Regions from separate parts of the Sus scrofa genome. Here region 1 is linked to region 2. The links are chromatin contacts, called in public Hi-C maps. All regions are on one chromosome and are shown on one strand. The core of a region is the stretch at or near the end of the contact, and the rest is flanking DNA. Distances in the headings are between cores, read along the strand shown.

Region 1 (2,768 bases), core at 44-2,543, 36 kb after region 2:
CTGGAGACAGACTATGCTGACAGGATGGAAAGGAATAAGGGGGTGGGAGGGGGTCTCCTAGAATTACCTATCTCCCGCCCTCCACTCTCTACTTTGTCCACTACAGAGAACAATGGGGGCCAAAGGTCTAAAAGGCAGAGGCTCAGTTTGCCTGTTCATTATTTCTAAATTCAGCAGAGGACAACTGAGGGGTATACTGACTTAGACACAAAAAGGTGAAAAAGATAGTGGCAGCCTGATGGGGTGAGGAGCTTGGATTTTGGAGTCAACGCTTTGTGTTTGTGAAACTAGCCCTGCCATTGACCAGCCCTGTTCCTGGGCAAGATACCAAGCCTCTCTGAACTTGTGTCCTCATCTGTCAAATGAGACCTACCTAGCAGAACTGCTGTGATGAGCCAACAAGTAATAACACTGTCATTGAAGGCCTTTCCCTCCTCTCCCTCCACCCACCCTAAAAAAATAAATAAAAATTGAACCTGGCTGGGAACTGGGCCCCAACCGGGGGTTCCCACCCCTACCTGGCCTGGCCATTCCAGTGAGCTCAGCAGATCGAGGAGTTAATGTCCAGGGTGTCAGGGGACGGGCTAGAGACGGAAGAAGGTAATTTTTCTGCGCTGGCTTGCGCAGTTTCTTCCTTAAAGCACTGAGCAGATCACTGACCCCAGGAGGGCCAAAGCGGGGAGGGGTGAGAAGAGGCAGAATTGCTGACGAGATGCTAAAGAGGGGTGCTGGCAGAGACACTAGGAGGAAGCTAGAAATAGGAGTGGAGTCTGCATTTTACTCCTGGGCCTTAGAACCCTCACTCTCCCTGCCACCTTTCCTCAATCCCAGCAGCCTACTAAAAGCAGACTGGAGCTGCATAGGTAGGACTGACTTGCAGGCAGACTCGGTCAGCCCAGTATCCCAGGTTTGGGAGAGGCAGTCTGCCGCTAAACAGATGGCACCGCCTTGTGCGGGTAGTCGCCAGTCACTCCCCAGAGGAAAAATTTGGTAGAATATGGATGTGTTCAGCACCAAGACACAAGCACCCGGTTCCATGTCGCCCAACAGCTGGCCCAGGAGTGTCTAGTAGCAACACCCCGCGGCCCCAGGAACACTCGGCTAGCGGTAGTGGAGGCGGGGACTAGCAGTTTTGTTGTCCTTGGGATTCGGAGCACCCCTGAGGACCAACACCACCCCCGACCCCGCGCCGCCCCTGCCCAGGTTACTAGTCCTGCCTCCTCCCGGTTACTAGTCCTGCCTCCTCCCGGCCCCAGGTTCCTTACCGGGTTCGCCGTCCGCACCGTGGTTCTTTCACCCGCTCAGCGCCCAGCCGCAGTCGGCGAGGGGGCGGGGCTTGCGCCGTGACGTTGGGCTAGAGTAAAGGACCACTCTCGCCCCTCTGCTCGTCCCCAAGTCATTGGCGGGCCATAGACCGCCTCCCTGCTGCTGTGCCCCGCCTCCTGGAGGCCGAGGCAGGCGGGGATGCCACCTGGGCTCGGAACTAGAACGGTAAGTTTTTGCTTTTACCCCGCCGGAGAAGGACGTCCGGAATTCGGGGCAGTGCAAAGTGATGAGGACGCCCAGAGGTTGGGCTGAGGGATGTCCCTACCCCTCCCAGCTATCTGAGACACAAGTGCTCCCCTCCCAGCTATCTGAGACACAAGTGCTTTCACTAGAGGCCTCGGGATTCAGACGGCTTTCTCCCGGGGGCGGGGGGGGGGTGAGCTCCGCCTCTTATCTTGTTTTTCACAAACGTCTGTGTTGCAACTGCAACAGCCCTGTGTTTTGTTTTGTTTTTTTTTGTCTTTTGTCTTTCTAGGGCCTCATCCGCGGCCTATGGAGGTTCCCAGGCTAGTGGTGGAATCGGAGCTGTAGCCGCTGGCCTACACCACAGCTCACCGCAAGTAGACTCCTTAACCCACTGCCGAGGCCAGGGATTGAACCTGCCCCCTCAAGGATACGTTCCCGCTGAGCCACGACGGGAACTCCTGCCCTGTTTGTATTTTAGAGGAAACAAGAGCAAGTGCTCAATTCTCTTATATCCAGGAACGAGAGCAGAAATGGGGTCTACATAACAATTCAAAGAGATTCTTCAGACTAGTTTAATTTCTCCCCAGATTATAGAACCAACACTGAATAGCCACCTTTTTTTTTTTCTTTTTGCTTAGTGGTCAATTTTTTAAAAATCGTTACTTAATAAGAGAAATGACATTTTAACACCCCAAAATAGGGGAACATTGTAAGTGCTCATAATCTCAGAGTAAAGGGCATAATAGAACATTGTTTGCTATTACCCTTTTATCATTTGGCCCCGAAGTGAAATCTTGTCATTGGCTAGCAGTGAACCTGGGGCAAACGTATCCACACTGCCCTCTGGAGACTAGAAGGTTGAGCTACAGCCTTAAGTGAAGGTCTTCATCTTTAATTTTGGAAAATCAGTTCCCCTCCCTTTCTGCTCTCCTAAGAGCTTTCACTAGGAATGAAGGAGCTGTGGGAGGAGCGCTAAGAGATAAACCGAAAGAGGAATTGACAATGCAAAGGTGATTTTGGCGTTAAAGTTTCTGGAAAAAGAAAGATCCCCAAATGAACTGTGTATAATTAAATCATCAGAGATCTGACACCCAACCTACTATAGCAGTCTTAAAAATAGTCTTAGGGAGTTCCTGTAGTGGTGCAGTGGTTAACAAATCCAACTAGGAACCATGAGGTTTCAGGTTCGATCCCTGGCCTTGCTCAGTGGGTTAAGGATCCAGCATTGCCATGAGCTGTGGTGTAGGTCGATCCCA
Region 2 (2,700 bases), core at 151-2,650:
CCCCTGGCCTGGGAAGTTCTCAAGTTCGGTCATTTTTGGGGGGGGGGGGGAGTAAACAGGAGTTCCCGTCGTGGCTCAGTGATTAACGAATCCGACTAGGAACCATAAGGTTGAAGGTTCGATCCCTGCCCCCTCTCAGCGGGTTAACGATCCGGTGTTGCCGTGAGCTGTGGTGTAGGTTGCAGAAGCGGCTTGCATCCCGTGTTGCTGTGGCTCTGGCGAAGGCTGGCAGCTACAGCTCTGATTCGACCCCTAGCCTCCATACACCGCAGGAGCAGCCCAAGAAATGGCAAAGAAACAAAAACAAAAAAGTAAACAAACTCATTTAGGCATATCTACAAGATTTCACTCCAAAGAGCTACTATTCACTTTCTGACACCTAAAAACATAGTTTCACGAATAAACACCCCCTTACTAACCCATCCTGTCATCATGGGAATCAAATTCACACCACAGATGTTATACCACCAAGAATCTAGTTTCTTCAACAATCACATCAGCCCTAACACCGTCCAGGGCCCCCGCCTAAAAAAGCTCACTGTCTCTAAAAAGAAAAACGATTAAAACAACATCATATTGCTCCAAAGATCACCCTCGTGAACCTAAGTAGACATGCTTCCTTTCTTAAATGACTCAGTGAGCACTACCACAAAAAGGCTCCCTCCCCAGACACAGCTCAAAGTGGCAAACGCAGCAAAGATTCAATTCTCTTCTACCGACAACCTTAAAAACACAAGGAGATTGCTCGGACACTACTACGACAAAGCCTGTGCACCGCACGGGTTGGCGGGGAGAGGTGGTTTTAGGTCTTAAAGTATGTATGTACAGCTTTCGGCCTCATGTGGAAGTTCCTCGGCCAGGGATCGAATACGCGCCACAAAAAAATTACACTTCTTAAATATTAAGATACCGATTCGCCCCGGGAGCTCACTCACCATCGAAAACGCTCGCTTCGGAAATGTCCCTGACCGCCGCGGCCTCTACAATGTTCCGAATAACGAACTTCTTAATGGCCTTATCCTTGGGCACGCATCGGGCACAGTTGGTGCAGCGAATAGGCTGCACGTGGCCGCGGCCCTTTTTGGCACGGCCATTATTCCTTCTTTTCTTGGTCTGCATCAGGATGAAAACACCATTAAGAAGGGCTCGCAACTTACCCAGCCTTAGACCCCTTCCGGCCACATTTCCCGCCGGCAACCACCAGAAGAGCCACTCAGATCTCCAGTCCCTCCGCAAACCCCCCCAAGCCTGGAACAAACATATGCTCTTTCCATTCCTTCACCGTAGTCCAGGTTTTAAAACCCCCACAATCTCATCTGGCTCACACTCAGCCTTCACCCGGCCCCAATCGTTCACCACGCGCCATAACTCACCATCTTGGAAGCGAAGACGCGAGAGAGGAAGTGGCCAACGGCTCGGCTCTCTTATATAGTGCGAGATCCCTCCGCTCACGCCGAGGGATTCCTCCTAGACGGCTCCTGGACGCACGCCAAGGACGGCAATCACCTTTATTCAAATGTTATTTATTATTCAGCGTTTCTGCTGAAATCTATGGTAGAAAGGTGTTTCTCGAGTTTATTTTTCCGTGGCACAAAGTGACCAAGGGACTATTTAACCTGCTGGCGGAAGAAAATTACGGTTATGTGTTTCCCAGCAACCTTTGCAACACCTTACCCCGGACGTAATTCTGGGCATTTATCTGTATTTTGCGACGCAAGGCGGGGAAGTTGCCCGGCGCAAGACCGCTTGTCACACTGCCTATTAGAGGTCGGAGGGGAAGAGATGCATGGTGGGAGTTGTAGTGCGGAGTTGGCAGTCCCCAGGCCCCAAGCCCTTAAACGGAAGGCGACATCACTCCACCGGCCACTGGGGGACGCTCTCTGCTCGTTTCTTTGGTGCATGACAGAAAAGGAAGATGTTGGGGGCGGGAGGCTGGGGGAAGAATAAAACATGTTATTAGTTCCTCCTTCTAATACTGAGAAAACCCAGCAGGGAGGAGTCATGGACAAGTGCATCGGTGCTAGGGCTATTTCTCATTCACCTTTTTGTTCCTGGATCTTGCAAACATAGTGCCAGGCACTGTAGTAAGCACTGTATAAATATTAACTCAGTTAACCCTCAACAAGTCTACAAGGAAGCTTCTAATATTATCCTTACATTACATGGGAATTCCCTAGAGGTTCAGGGATCCCACGACAGATTGAAAAACTGAGGAGTAGAGAGGTTAAAACTGAGGTTGCCCAAAGTTACAGGGAGCTAGTAAGAGGTTTCTTGGCTCCACTGTACTATGCTTTCTCTTACCTAAGAAACAAATAAGTGGATGGAGGTATAAGTTGGACTGGTGACCTAAATGATTTGACTTACACTCCTAGTAAAAATATATTTTACTTTGGTACTCAATACATATACAAATACAAATACACACACACACACACAAAACTGAAACAAAAATTTCATGAAACAAAGCCCTTATGACATAAGGTGCGCTGGTATTTTCTATTTTATTTTAATAAGTGTTCATCAATTCCCATTAAGGTGATTTCACCACTCATTGATGACTCTGGCCTCCTATTGAAATGTACCTTGTTATTTATGTTTAAGTTCCATTTACCTCTTTTTTTTTTTTCTTTCTTTCTTTTTTTTTTTCTTTTTAGGGCTGCACCCAAGGCATATGGAAGTTCCCAGGATGGGGTTGAATCA

The links. A called contact is a pair of places that touch in the nucleus more often than the background predicts.
Region 1: a contact with region 2 is called in a Hi-C map of fetal liver, with 2.5 times the contacts expected there. The contact joins the promoter of SUOX here to the promoter of RPS26 in region 2. A contact is called at or near these places in 2 of 5 promoter capture datasets (fetal liver and liver), 27 of 47 Hi-C or Micro-C datasets (adipocytes, adipose tissue, alveolar macrophages and 15 more) and 2 of 2 datasets of contacts at active chromatin or transcription factors (alveolar macrophages and skeletal muscle).

Annotation. Positions count from the first base shown.
Region 1 is chr5:21,393,824-21,396,591 of Sscrofa11.1, reverse strand. It overlaps SUOX (sulfite oxidase), which reads right to left and starts at 1,293. Exons shown (of 4, transcript NM_001244498.1): 1 at 1,266-1,293. It overlaps LOC110260685 (a long non-coding RNA gene), which reads left to right and starts at 1,414. Exons shown (of 2, transcript XR_002343979.1): 1 at 1,414-1,491.
Region 2 is chr5:21,430,356-21,433,055 of Sscrofa11.1, reverse strand. RPS26 (ribosomal protein S26) reads right to left here and starts at 1,400. Exons shown (of 4, transcript NM_001097481.2): 1 at 1,374-1,400; 2 at 936-1,113. The coding sequence starts at 1,376.